2 separate regions of the Mus musculus genome follow, and region 2 is linked to region 1. A link is a contact called in public HiChIP or PLAC-seq data. All regions are on one chromosome and are shown on one strand. The core of a region is the stretch at or near the end of the contact, and the rest is flanking DNA. Distances in the headings are between cores, read along the strand shown. Region 1 overlaps 4932412D23Rik (RIKEN cDNA 4932412D23 gene). Region 2 overlaps Zbtb20 (zinc finger and BTB domain containing 20).

Evidence for each region. HiChIP or PLAC-seq counts read pairs in DNA pulled down with a chosen protein or histone mark.
Region 2: an H3K4me3 HiChIP or PLAC-seq map of forebrain shows a contact between it and region 1, with 4 times the contacts expected there. The contact joins two enhancer-like sites. A contact is called at or near these places in 5 of 115 datasets of contacts at active chromatin or transcription factors (cardiomyocytes, embryonic forebrain, forebrain and 2 more) and 1 of 9 other capture datasets (embryonic tail).

What each region holds. Positions count from the first base shown.
Region 1 is chr16:42,777,329-42,784,509 of GRCm38.p6, reverse strand. All of the region lies in intron 1 of 4932412D23Rik (RIKEN cDNA 4932412D23 gene), which reads left to right. Among named protein-coding and RNA genes, the nearest start is that of 4932412D23Rik, 95 kb to the left of the region's middle. Within about 2 kb of position 3,174, at least 137 of the 459 cell types and tissues checked have an H3K27ac peak or open chromatin away from gene starts, as enhancers often do. A contact at or near this core is called in embryonic forebrain and forebrain, where this site is marked.
Region 2 is chr16:43,506,742-43,513,922 of GRCm38.p6, reverse strand. All of the region lies in intron 5 of Zbtb20 (zinc finger and BTB domain containing 20), which reads right to left. Among named protein-coding and RNA genes, the nearest start is that of Gm15713, 90 kb to the right of the region's middle. Within about 2 kb of position 3,187, at least 37 of the 459 cell types and tissues checked have an H3K27ac peak or open chromatin away from gene starts, as enhancers often do. A contact at or near this core is called in embryonic forebrain and forebrain, where this site is marked.

The DNA.
Region 1 (7,181 bases), core at 1,925-4,424:
TGGAGATTATAAGATAATTGCATCATTTCCCCCTTCCCTTTTCTCATCCAAACTCTCCCATATACCTCCTGTTGGGCTGTCTCAAATTCGTGGACATGTGGCCATTTTTGCAGATGAAGATCTAAAAATTGGAATTTTACTGTGAAAGTACCCACCTTACTCCACAAAGCAGGCTTGCATGCATGAAATAACTTTATTGTTTGAGTGTTAATATATCAGCGGCCTGAGAGGGGCAGGAAGAAGAACATGTTCTTTTTCAAGGAGAGTAGTTGCCTGGTAGTTGCCATAGAAACTGGAAACCGATGTACAGATATCCTGCTAGAAAATTTCCACATATTGAAGATGTCTTGCTGTCTGATCGATAGCTAAGAGAGTTTGATTAGCTTCATTAATTAAAGCAGAGGTACCTACAATGGAGAGAATGTGTCTTAGCTAATATGCAAATCTGTTTCTTGGGGTCTGAGAAAAATATCATGTAAGTGTTTTTAATGAAGCATAATGTACACAAGTGCACATATCATAAGCATAGAGCTTAATGAGATGCCTCATAGTGGATGCGGCTGTGCCTCTGATTCAATAGTAATAATATCAAAAATGTTAGTAACATTCTAGAAGCAATTTGTGTGCTCCCTTCTAGCCAGTGCTCTTCCAAAGAGGCTCCTAGCACTGTGTGTGTGTTACTTCACTGTTTGGAGGCTCTAGAGCAAGGGAGCATGCAGCATGCAGGTGTGTGTGTGTGTGTGTGTGTGTGTGTGTGTGTGTGTGTGTGTGGTTTGTTTTTTGTCTTAAGTCAGTTTTCTTACATTCAACATTACACCTGTGTGTAACATGACTAGGGTTTTTTTTTCCTGTACTTTTTAATTTTTATTTATTTATTTATTTATTTATTTATTTTATTTATTTATTTTGGTTTTTCAAGACAGGGTTTCTCTGTATAGCCCTGGCTGTCCTGGAGCTCACTTTGTAGACCAGGCTGGCCTCGAACTCAGAAATCCGCCTGCCTCTGCCTCCTGAGTGCTGGGATTAAAGGCGTGCGCCACCACGCCTGGCCTAATTTTTATTTTTAAAAGTATTTTTTTGTCTATAACATGTATTTTAGTGCTTGGTGCCTATAAGCAAACCGAGTATGCTTCCAAGTTTAAATGATTCTAAGATTAAGGAATGACAGCACTTATTTGAATTTCTTGACATTGGCTCACGCCTTTAATCCCAGCACTTGGGAGGCAGCGGCAGGCAGATTTCTGAGTTAATCTCATCTCATTAATCCCAGCCTGGTCTACAAAGTGAGTTCCAGGACAGCCAAGGCTACACAGAGAAACCCTGTCTCGAGAACCAAAACAAAAAACAAAAACAAAACAAAACATAAAACAAAACAAAACAAAATTTCTTGACTTGAAACCCAAGCTGAATTTATGAGTTCAGAGAGAACCAATTGTTCATAGCCATAAACTATAGTGACGCCAGCTAGAGATTGCTTATGTATTGTTGAATACCCACTATGCATGAATCTTTGAAGGTATTCTGATAGTTATGAAGGCAAGTAAAGGAGGAGGAGGAGGAGGAGGAGGAGGAGGAGGAGGGGTGGCAGTGGCTCATATTCTCAAGGAGTCTATCAGTCTTATCGGGGAAACAGAGCACTAAACTCAAATGATTATTCCAGGCAAAATTAAGAATCTACAAAACAGAAACAGCTGAGAAGATGCAGGCGCATCGATAAAGCATGACCCATCTCCCAGAAACCTATAAAAGTCCCATTGAGATAAACTTTGAGCTTCCTCTAACCTTCCAGCTTCTAAGATTTCATTAAAATTCTCTGTACAAAAGTAGGATCTTTATTCCCACTGGCTAGCCATTAGAGTTTATGGCTGTTCAGCGTATCCAGCACTTAGTCAAGAGGGGGCAGCATTCATCCTTTTTCTGAAACGAGTAGAACTCTGGCTGCCTGTCTTTCTAGGAAAAGAATACTTTAATCAGATAGAATTTCAGAGCATGCATATATTTTATGCCCCTGTTTTAATTGTTTGTTTATAGAGATGGTAACTGATGTGTACAGCTATGTTACTGAGACCAACAAATGAGTCCTGTTTAAGTAAGTGGAGCTGTGTCAGTGCCCAGAGATCCCCTTTCTCTGCCTTTGTCCCTTTCCTGGGCGTGGCAGCCTTGCTCAGACTCAGATTGCAAAAGGGCGGTGGCTGAAATGAACAAAAGAATTCAGACTTCTACTTTTCCCCAAAGAAAAGGCCAGCCAAGGGGAAGCCCCGGGAAAAAAAGGACTGTGTGTCTCCCATTGTTCTAACTATCTGATGCTTTCTTTCTTTTTCTTTCTTCTGAATGTTTGTTTACCTTAAACCTGTATTTGTAAGCATTGTTATTATAATAAAGGTAACTAAATAATCCCACTGGGGATTAGTGGCTGCCTTCTGTTTTAGGGGTGGTCTCCTTATCAACCAAGTAACCCTTAGAGCCCTTAGAGTTAAAGCAATGCATAGTGCCTGGTAGTTCTTTTCCAGCAGAAGCAGGGGCAGGGGCGTGGTAGTGAAAACTGAGAGAGGTTTAGCTGAAGCTATCAGACCACGTGTCTCTCTGACCTCCAACTGCCAGACCTCCAGATAACCAACTCCCTTTTGTTAGTGAGCCACTTTGATTTTAATGAGAGACATATAACCCCTCCCATGTTTTACGTGATTGACTTTGAGAAAATCAATGTTGATGGCCAAAAACGCCAAATTAACATCAGAGTAGATTTCCTTATACTGTATACAGCCTTAAATAGCCCTCTGAATGACATTTTGTTTTTTATTTAAGGAGTAGACCTTAGCCAAATGTCCTTGAATGATAAAAGAGAGTTGGCCCTCCCCATAATTAGCTTTTGTAAATATCAAGTCAAGGGTCAGAGCAAAGGTCATCTGATTTCTTTCTTTTGTGTAGAACAAGGGGCTTTAGTGACCATGACTGATTTTAGATCCAGCAAAGAATGAGGTCATTGCTTTTTACACAGACTGCATTGGATGAATCACAGAAACCATGGCAGTAACGTGAATACCAAATAATAACTGATAATTTGCGTACCAGTTACAAATACGCCTAATCTTAGATCTAGTAAAATGCTTTACTCTGTCAAGGAAATGAGGCTGCGGGATCAGCTCCTGAAAGGATTGCCAGTGACCTCATGCAGCTGTGATGTGAAGCTACAAAGCACTTGTCACATGCCACAGCTGAGGTCAGAAGTAGATCCTATCCAGGGACTTCACAGAGGGCGATAAAAAAAAAACCTCCGACTTTTAACTCTTTCAGCACTAGTCACGTAAACGCTACAATATATAAAATTTCAAGCTCATTTGAGAAATAAGACAAAAAATATTTTCATTTCTTTTGAAATTAAGCATCAGGGTTTGGAAACCACTTCTACTTAAACCAAACAGTGATTTCAAATGTGTTCATCAAGTGATGCTTTAGACTTTCCTTTTTAGAAAAAAAAAAAAAAAAAAGAAATAAAAAGGAAAAGACAGAACTGCTCCTCGATATGGGGGAGGAGGGATGTCATTGTAGATGAAAGGGGGAGCTTAGCCAGACTCAGAGACATCTGGGAGAATCCCGAGTGGACATGACCCTGAGCCATCGGAGTATGGGAGGGAGGAGAAGGGAGAGGAGAGAGAGGGAACCAGTTGCAGCAACCTATAGGGCAAAGATACAAAAAGTGTGGGTAACCAAAATGGCTGGATCATATAGGGGGGAGCAATCCAGCCCCCTGGGCTAGAGAGTTCAGGGTAGGGGGCAGAGATGCAAACGAGGAAGAACTTGTAGCAGGTAGGGGCTGAAGAACGCTGGGAGAACATGGATGCCACATTTGCTTTGATATGTTAAATAGGCACTTCAGCCATTTGTCCCAGAATTTGAAATTTAATATAAACCATCCTATCTTGGGATGGTAAGGTCTGAAAAATCTCTCCAGGATGTAAACACTGTGGTTGTAAAATGAGGACAATATCAGGCGAGCTGGTACAGCTGGGCAACCCTCCCTGGACAAGGTCTTGGAGGTCATTTAATCTAACTGCCTTATTTCACAATGAGGAAAACTTTGGCCTATGCATATTATAAGATATATGTGGAATTAGTTTTCTTCCTAGTTATTTACAATGTGTTTTCCTAGGTTCTCAGGAAACATAATAAACTTAGACCAGTAGATCATTGCAAGAGTGATAAGAATGGGAGATAGGGAATTTTAGGGAGTGGGACCCTGAAGGCAGTATCTCCATTCTTGTCCTCAGCCAGAAGCTAGATTTGTCCTCTTATGCTGGCTAGAGGCCAGGAATGCCAGAAGGAATCTCTGGTTTCTTGTTATCTCTCTCTTCTCCGCAATGCATCACTCCTGCCTGGAAGCTTTACTGAGTAAGGCCAAACCCCAGTATTGGCGCTAGTCCCTTCTGGTGAGTAATTTTGGAGCTGGGTCTCCGGATTTCAATAGTGGAAATAGCTACATCTACTCCCCAGTATAACCCATCTCTTAAATGATTCCTGAGCCTTAACTTTTGAGAGGGTAATGCTAGATAGCCAGATAGGAATTATTGGAGGGCACTGAGGATAGATTCCTCTCTTGTAGTTATTTTTGGACCCATCCCTCATTTCTCTCCCAATTACATTAGAAGCAGAAATTGTCCTCCACCCCAAGCACCCTGATCAAAACAAGGAGGATCACCTTGGACCCTGGGTGGAGGCGCAGTGATCTGGTGCAAACTATTGGACCTGGTATCTGCTATTGACTCCTCTTTCAAGAGTTGAGTCTACGAGACTCGAGCCCCGGGCTACCTTGCCAGCAGAGTCTTGCCCAACACCCGCAAGGGTCCACACGGGACTCCCCACGGGACCCTAAGACCGCTGGTGAGTGGATCACAGTGCCTGCCCCAATCCAATCGCGCGGAACTTGAGACTGCGGTACATAGGGAAGCAGGCTACCCGGGCCTGATCTGGGGCACAAGTCCCTTCCGCTCGACTCGTGACTCGAGCCCCGGGCTACCTTGCCAGCAGAGTCTTGCCCAACACCCGCAAGGGTCCACACGGGACTCCCCACGGGACCCTAAGACCTCTGGTGAGTGGATCACAGTGCCTGCCCCAATCCAATCGCGCGGAACTTGAGACTGCGGTACATAGGGAAGCAGGCTACCCGGGCCTGATCTGGGGCACAAGTCCCTTCCGCTCGACTCGAGACTCGAGCCCCGGGCTACCTTGACAGCAGAGTCTTGCCCAACACCCGCAAGGGCCCACACGGGACTTCCCACGGGACCCTAAGACCTCTGGTGAGTGGAACACAGCGCCTACCCCAATCCAATCGCGTGGAACTTGAGACTGCAGTACATAGGGAAGCAGGCTACCCGGGCTTGATCTGGGGCACAAACCCCTTCCACTCCACTCGAGCCCCGGCTACCTTGCCAGCTGAGTCGCCTGACACCCGCAAGGGCCCACAGAGGATTCCACACGTGATCCTAAGACCTCTAGTGAGTGGAACACAACTTCTGCCAGGAGTCTGGTTCGAACACCAGATATCTGGGTACCTGCTTTGCAAGAAGAGAGCTTGCCTGCAGAGAATACTCTGCCCACTGAAACTAAGGAGAGTGCTACCCTCCAGGTCTGCTCATAGAGGCTAACAGAGTCACCTGAAGAACAAGCTCTTAACAGTGACAACTAAAACAGCTAGCTTCAGAGATTACCAGATGGCGAAAGGCAAACGTAAGAATCCTACTAACAGAAATCAAGACCACTCACCATCATCAGAACGCAGCACTCCCACCCCACCTAGTCCTGGGCACCGCAACACAACCGAAAATCTAGACCCAGATTTAAAAACATTTCTCATGATGATGATAGAGGACATCAAGAAGGACTTTCATAAGTCACTTAAAGATTTACAGGAGAGCACTGCTAAAGAGTTACAGGCTCTTAAAGAAAAGCAGGAAAACACAGCCAAACAGGTGATGGAAATGAACAAAACCATACTAGAACTAAAAGGGGAAGTAGACACAATAAAGAAAACCCAAAGCGAGGCAACGCTGGAGATAGAAACCCTAGGAAAGAGATCTGGAACCATAGATGCGAGCATCAGCAACAGAATACAAGAAATGGAAGAGAGAATCTCAGGTGCAGAAGATTCCATAGAGAACATCGACACAACAGTCAAAGAAAATACAAAATGCAAAAGGATCCTAACTCAAAACATCCAGGTAATCCAGGACACAATGAGAAGACCAAACCTACGGATAATAGGAATTGATGAGAATGAAGATTTTCAACTTAAAGGGCCAGCTAATATCTTCAACAAAATAATAGAAGAAAACTTCCCAAACATAAAAAAAGAGATGCCCATGATCATACAAGAAGCATACAAAACTCCAAATAGACTGGACCAGAAAAGAAATTCCTCCCGACACATAATAATCAGAACAACAAATGCACTAAATAAAGATAGAATATTAAAAGCAGTAAGGGAGAAAGGTCAAGTAACATATAAAGGAAGGCCTATCAGAATTACACCAGACTTTTCACCAGAGACTATGAAAGCCAGAAGAGCCTGGACAGATATTATACAGACACTAAGAGAACACAAATGCCAGCCCAGGCTACTATACCCGGCCAAACTCTCAATTACCATAGATGGAGAAACCAAAGTATTCCACGACAAAACCAAGTTCACACAATATCTTTCCACGAATCCAGCCCTTCAAAGGATAATAACAGAAAAGAAGCAATACAAGGACGGAAATCACGCCCTAGAACAACCAAGAAAGTAATCATTCAACAAACCAAAAGGAAGACAGCCACAAGAACAGAATGCCAACTCTAACAACAAAAATAAAAGGGAGCAACAATTACTTTTCCTTAATATCTCTTAATATCAATGGACTCAATTCCCCAATAAAAAGACATAGACTAACAGACTGGCTACACAAACAGGACCCAACATTCTGCTGCTTACAGGAAACCCATCTCAGGGAAAAAGACAGACACTACCTCAGAGTGAAAGGCTGGAAAACAATTTTCCAAGCAAATGGACTGAAGAAACAAGCTGGAGTAGCCATTTTAATATCGGATAAAATCGACTTCCAACCCAAAGTTATCAAAAAAGACAAGGAGGGACACTTCATACTCATCAAAGGTAAAATCCTCCAAGAGGAACTCTCAATTCTGAA
Region 2 (7,181 bases), core at 1,938-4,437, 730 kb before region 1:
TAATATCTTCCAGAAGACAGAGGGTACCTCTGCCCCTGCCACATTTATGGGGAGGTTATTGGTCCCAAGTCAGGAAGCCGAAGGCTATGTGCCTTTGCTCTCCTCTTCACTTACACCTGGAGTACTGGCCCTGTCTAGCTCTGCAGGTTCATCTGGGGCAGGAGGGCACAGTGGTCAGGGAACTTCCCTTCACATCTCACTTTTACCTTTCTCATTCTGAGAACAATCTTCCATTGTGCCCTGTGTAAGTTTTCTGATTGGAATAGTTAATGGTTTAATTCCAGATACAATCACTCTGTTAGCTTCTCCGTGGAACCTGCAGCTCTTCCCTCTTTAGAACCTATGCTTCCCAGGAACCAGGGTATAGCAGCCCCGGTCCAGATAAATCAATGCAGCTCCACTTCCTCTGTCTTAAGATTTCCGGTTGCAATTCTGTTTTCCAAATACAAACCACACACACATATGTGTACATACACATGCACATACACATAGGTATTAAATTTACATGGTCTTACATCTTTCCAACATTCTTTCACTGAGATACCTTGGGTTTCTCCATTCTTTGAGATACAATGATTCTGAGTCTATGATGCTGACATTTGCTTTGTGGATATTTAAAGCACAACAACCTGTTCTAGCAGTTGCACTGTTTAAGCAGATGTGCACAACAGCTCTTTACAACCATTATCACACTGGTCAACCAACGCTTACGATGTTACTGTAATTCCCTGGAAGAGCTGAATTCTGTCCTTGATTACACCCTATAGGAAAAATACTGCCTCTTTACCCATCTTTGAAATTGATTGACTCTTCTTTTCCATATCTATTAATTCTGTACCCGGCCCCAAGCTTCAAACGTCTGCAATAAGTAATGATTAGTCCCCACTTCGTCCCAGCTCCCGTCTCCCTCTTGACCTTGCTCATGGAGTTCAGTCTGATGGATGTAATCACCCATGCTTCACTGTAGTTACATTCGTCATGGTGCTTGTTAGAATCATCATCATTCCTACTGCACCTTAGTCAACATAGTAAACGTGTTTGCACGTAGTTGTCTTTATTTCGTCAGCTAAGTTTCAACTACATGTGTCATTTTACATGATCAATAAATAACCTGTCAGCCAAATGACTCTGATACAGTAATAAAAGATTGCTAATTGGGAACAAAATCTGAAGACTAGCAAGAATTTTATAAATCCAGATAGTGGCATTTCATTGATCTTGAATCCACAGGTTCAGAATTTATTGTTAACTTAGTCCTTCAGATTAATTTATTAAAATAATAGATATAAAATATGTACAATATGCACCTATATATTTATTGACTTTAATGAATTAAAAAGCATTTAAGTATTTAAAAAAAATTAAATCTGATCCACACTGACCATTCATTGACTTGCTGACGTAGCCTAAAACACTCTTTTGCTTTACTTAGAGCCTGGTTTTTGTTGTTGTTGTTGTTTTCTTTTATAGTATGAAGGCTGTAGAGTGGCAATGTACTCTACTGACAATGCACATACCTTTTAACTTTTGTTCTTTTTATGGTCATAGTATGTGCATGCGGATAAATAAATGCACAATTCTTTAGCTCCAGAAATGTTTATCCCAAGCTCTGAAAACATAGCTTAAATAATACACTGGCTAGCTGGCATCTCAGCATTGCTGTTTATGTTATAAGGCTTATAGTACCACTCTGTAAAATATATACTCATTTATTTCGTGTTTAATCTAAAGTGTAGAGTTTCGGGCTGGGAACGGATTGCAGATTGTTCTCTCCTGGTTAATTTTGGCTTTAAGTATATTGATCACTTTATCATTTTCTTGTGTTAAACTGCTTTAAACACAGCACAAATGTTACTCTCATCATGCCAGAAATGGGGTTGGAATTGATTTTGAGTTTCCATTAATTTTACTCTTTGCTCTCTATGAGAAGTTTTTCACTTGTTTAAACTCAGAAAGATACTTTTGTTCAAAAGATGTGTCAGTGCGATGACAAGGGAGTCTCTGCTGGCCTGGGAACCTCAGATGTCTACAGAAGGAAGAAGTTATCAAATTCACTGCCATGGACTTTGCTGAAATTAGTGAAGACTCATTCATCCTAATGCAGTTTCAAGGGCTTCCTCCCTCTTCTCTTCACAGAAGAGCTCAGCAAAGCACACATCTCCTAAGAAGCCCCCCTGATTGGTCCGGGCTGGCACTGTTTCAGTGTTTGGCCTACGGCGGCTGCTTAGGAATAATTTTCTCTCATCCTCTCTATTTTCCTGGACTGTATCAAACTCAGACACGTGGTGTGCAAAGGAAATCCAAGGCCTTAAAAATGCTTTTTATTTTGGTAGTAAGGCCATTGCCAGTTCTGTTTTGGCCAAATGATCTTATCAAGATTTAACAAGAGATTCTCAATAACACCTCTAATCTGTGAGAAGACATTAGATCAAGGAAGATAATTTATTCCATCTTGCATACATCTACCTTCCTTCCTGGCACCAAGGAGGGACAATGATCAAACTTAGTATTGGTACTGAAGATAATACAAAGTGACAAGAATGCTATGGCAATTACTCATTTTGATTAATTTAAAAATTGATAAATAAGTGGGTTTTTTTCTATATTACAGCAGACACTAGAGATCCATTTTCGGTCACTGTTGGGTATTTCTGCTCCTATAAAGGCACCTTACAAATCTGCTGTGCTGTCCACAGTACTGTCACAATTCGTCAGATTCTCTAGACTAACTAGATGAAACAACTGCATTTCAGCATTAAGATTCCTTTTCGGAGTCAAATAAAAGGAGAGCCGTACAGTTCAAACAGCTTGAAAGGCTTGTCACAAACACAGCCAAACCTGTACACATTATCTGTTTTTCTAGGTTTGGAGTACCAGTCTATAAAGTACCAGTCCCTTGTATGGTAACTGGGTTTTACTTCACACTTAGGAGTATTCAAACCCACAGGGAGAAGTTTAGATAGGTAAACTTCACTTCCTACCCTATCTATCTTTACTGCTCCCCTGCAGTTTTGTGTTTCGGAACACATGCTTCATGCCTTTAAAAAGTGCCAGGAAATCTCTTCCTGCAGCTACACAAGCTTTGGTTTTATGTGTGTATCATGACACACCTTAATACAGAGAGTCCCAGCAACTGCAGTGGGACTTTAATTTAAATCCAGACTTAGGGCGAAGAGCTCCATCTACTGAATCAGTTAGATCCTCGCTGGCACCCTAGAGTTATCCCCTTCAGTACTCTAACACTGAGAAGCCCTGTAGAGAACAGAGAAGTTACAGACATGACCGGCAAAAACTAGCTGTGAGCCTAATGCTCTTTTTGATATTTCCCAGATGCCCTAAGACCCCTTTCCTTTGTCCTTCCCAGTTTTCAAAGCTTTCCATGTTTCAATATAGAACAGAAGCGGGTGCTCTGCCATGTGAACCATCTCTCAGAAGCAATAGAAAGCCATTGGCATTGAAGGGAGAGCCTCAAGTAAGTGAAGGAAAGATACGCGAAGAAAATCCCTGTCCCTGGCAGACTGAATAAACCAGGAAAATTCAGAGAAAAGGATAGCTTCCTTACCCCCTACCTTGTATGATTGCTGAAAGGCTCCAGCCCCCAGGATCAGCTCTCTGGGCCCCTCCTTGGCTGCACAGTGTTGCTGTGGCATTGAAAATTTGCTGTGGCTTCCTAAGATTATAGGGAAATGCTCCAGCAAGCCAAAAAAGTCACAAACAAAAATTCAAAGGAAATAAAAAAAAAAAAAAAACCAAAAAAAAAAAAAAAACCTCCCAAAAACCAACAACAACAAAAAATCCAACCCACCAGCATAAAGCAGCTGATTTTATTGGAGAAGGTCTTGGCATGTTCCTCCATATGCCACAATTTTCTTTGGTCCTTCCTAGGTCTATGATCAGAAAACTCATTGTGCCATCCTTACTAGCGCCGTTTTTCTCAGGGTTGCTGATGGCACAGCATGGACAAATGGATCCAGGAGAAGCAAGCTAAAGAGCATATAGATGTCCTGTTCACTTGAAAGCTTTCCAGGAGATCACAGTTTTACAAGTTTCTTTCTCAGAATATCAGTGACATAGAGAAACATATACTCTGTCTAGCTTAGAGAAGAATAAATCAAAATTAAAGAAAAAAACAAACAAAAAACCAAACCACTTGTTAACACACTAACAGATACGGAACACAGCAAGTGGTATTTGAATAAACTTCAACATTAATATATCTGCATAAAATGGAGGAGTGTGTAAAACCTATGAAATATAAATTAAGGTAACTTATAAGGATATAAATATATGTTTATAAACATATAATAATCAGAACTAACAGTTTATAGGATTTTAAAATTACAGAAAAATGATAAAAGTTCGCGGATTCTTTTTCTTTTATATAAAAATATAATTAACATAAATATTAAGTGTCTTTGTGTATCTTTTATTGTATATGTAAGTATGCATTAATATGTTTATCTATAACTATATACAGACACACACAGACACACACACACACACACCTGCATAAAGTTATACCGATTGGCAATAAAAGGTAGTAGGTTGAAAGAAAGTTAAAACTCTGAATTACTTCAAAGTGGGTATTGCAAATATCAATAGGCTACCTATAGGCTTCTTAATATTTCTTTTTTAACACGCTGAATTTTCAAATTTGATCTTAAAGCACACAAAGAAGACAGAATTAGAAAATCACTGCATAGCAAAATATATTCTGTTAAAAACCGATCAGTCACATTTATTATAATGTTTAAAATTCATGAACTTAAAATACAAAAACAAAACAAAACAAAACAACAACAAAATCCAAACAGCTAATTAGATTTGTTTTACAAATCTTTTCAAGACAAGTTCACTTCCGAGTCACAAGTATGAGAAATTTCATCCTCGAGGGTAACTTGTTTGAATAGTTAAAAAGGCCTCCCAAAATGAAAACCAAATCTCTACCATGACTATAACAGAGAGCTAATGACGAACTGCACTCGAGCAGGAGCAATGAGAACTGTGAAGCTTACGAACAACAGTGCAGACCTCAGAAGATGCCTACATGAGACAACATCACATCGAGAGTGGAGATAAAGCTTTCTGGAAGTGGGAAGTGTTTCCACTACTGACTGGAGAGACTGTTCCTCAGCAGCTATGACAACACACTGAACCAGCAAGAGCACCTGGGTGTGTATCTGCAGGAGGAAAGTACAGGACCAACTGAGCAAGAGGCCAGTCCAATTCTTTTGTCACTTGCCTTTGGAAGGCTGGCTTTAAAAAAAAAAAAAAAAAAAAAAAGCCTGTACAAAAGACACATGTGTTCCTTTTCGGGTATTATAACAGGCCCACCTAGATTTAGCTTTCGATTCCAGATGAGCTCAGACATGTTCAGACTAGCACATCTTTGCTCTGTAAGCACTGAGCTGCTAGCATTTTACTGGCAAATTCGCGGATCCCTAAATTTATGCACAATAGATGCCCTTAAATCTGCAAATCTTCTGTTTCAGGCAAATTCCTCCTTGAGTTAAAAAATTTCCCCATTTACTCTGCTAGTAATAAGCCAGAAAGTTAAGGCAGGCAACTCATACAGGAAAGAAAAGTTGAATAGTACTTACCCTAAGTACAGTGTGCAAGCCTTAGAGGGCAATTCACTTTTTCTCTAGGATAGTTAGAAGGGTATCCAGGTCTGAGCTCAGCTCCTGCCCCTTTCCCTTCTGGAAAACTGAGGAGACTCACTGAAGGTGCCTCAGAGAAGAATCCCACAAACCGACAGCCTTACCTGTGGCCATTCAGAAGATTGCATTGGTGTGTATTTAAAACTATGAATAAAGTCAGAGACAGCGCATGCTCAGCAGGCAATTTAAAAATATTTATAACATTGTTGTCTCGAAAACAAATTTCCTCAAACAAAGCAAAACTCACATTTCTTACCCATGCCAAGTTTAACGTTCTGAGACAGAGCTGTTTTGGAGTTTTCCGTTGGGGGAAAAAGGTTTCTAAAAAAAATTTTTTTTTTGAGCTGAAAGAGAATAGTTCTCCCTTCCCTTTTGGGTACTCTTAAAGGGGTGGAATAAATTTCTCTTCAAGTTTCAACAAAACTCACAATTGGTTATAAAAAAAAAAGACATTGCACATTAAAGGTCCATGAAAAATAATTTCAGAACAAGTAACAAGAAGCTAAAATCTACAGGTCTGAAGGATGTAGCGGTCACCTGAGTCTTTAAGGCAGTCTTGTGTGTTGTAACACAAAAACATACACATACAATCAGAATCTAGTATGTTCAGTATGGCAAGAATAATGTATAGACCACTTTAGGCATATCGAGAGAAGTTATGCTTTTTTTTTTTCTAACTAAAATCTGAACTCTCCAAAACTAAAAAAATACATGAAATTATAGGGTAAATTCAGCAAGAATTGTCAGTATAATTGCACAGCAAGCATGGAAAGATAGCTGATCACATATTGGTCAGCTAAATTTTGAGATACATAAAATAAAAATTCGATTGAGTTAAGGTTTTAAAAGTACTAATTGCAGCAAAACTGCTCGTCTTTCTCCAGTTTGGGATTTTCTCTCTCCCTGCCTTGAATACCCTAAATACCCCATCTACCACCTATCACCAAACCCTGACCGAGCAGCGCACAGATCTCAAAGACCTTATTTAAATCTCTTACTTAATCTTAAGTCTCTGAATAGATTGCAACTCCTGCTCCACTTTCCAGTGGTGCTCAGCTGGCCTCACAAAAGCGCCACGGACATATCCTTAACTATCTCTGATGTTTTCAAGCTCAACAGAGGGTGCCAAAAAGAAAAGAAAAAAAAAATCAAAGATCGGAAAAAAAAGTTTATTAAAGTGAAAGCAGGAGCCCAGATTTGAAGAAGTTGCCTCTACTTTTATTTCCCTCACAACTCCGCACAGGTGTTTCCTACCTCACGCTGCTGTGCACGCTGCTGAGGAGGAGGGGTAAGTGAGGGTGGGGGAGTGGGCCAAGGTCTGACCAGCAGGCATCAGGAGCTGCAGCCTCCTGGGTTAATGGATGTGTTTAAAAATGGACCCCAAGCCCCCAAAAGCCTGGAATGAGGTTTCTTTTTGGCAAATGATTAAACCACTATACTGAAATAATTAAAGCTTTGTCCTTAAATAAAGCATCCGATCAACAGAACAAAAACAAAGATAAAAACTGCACACACATATGC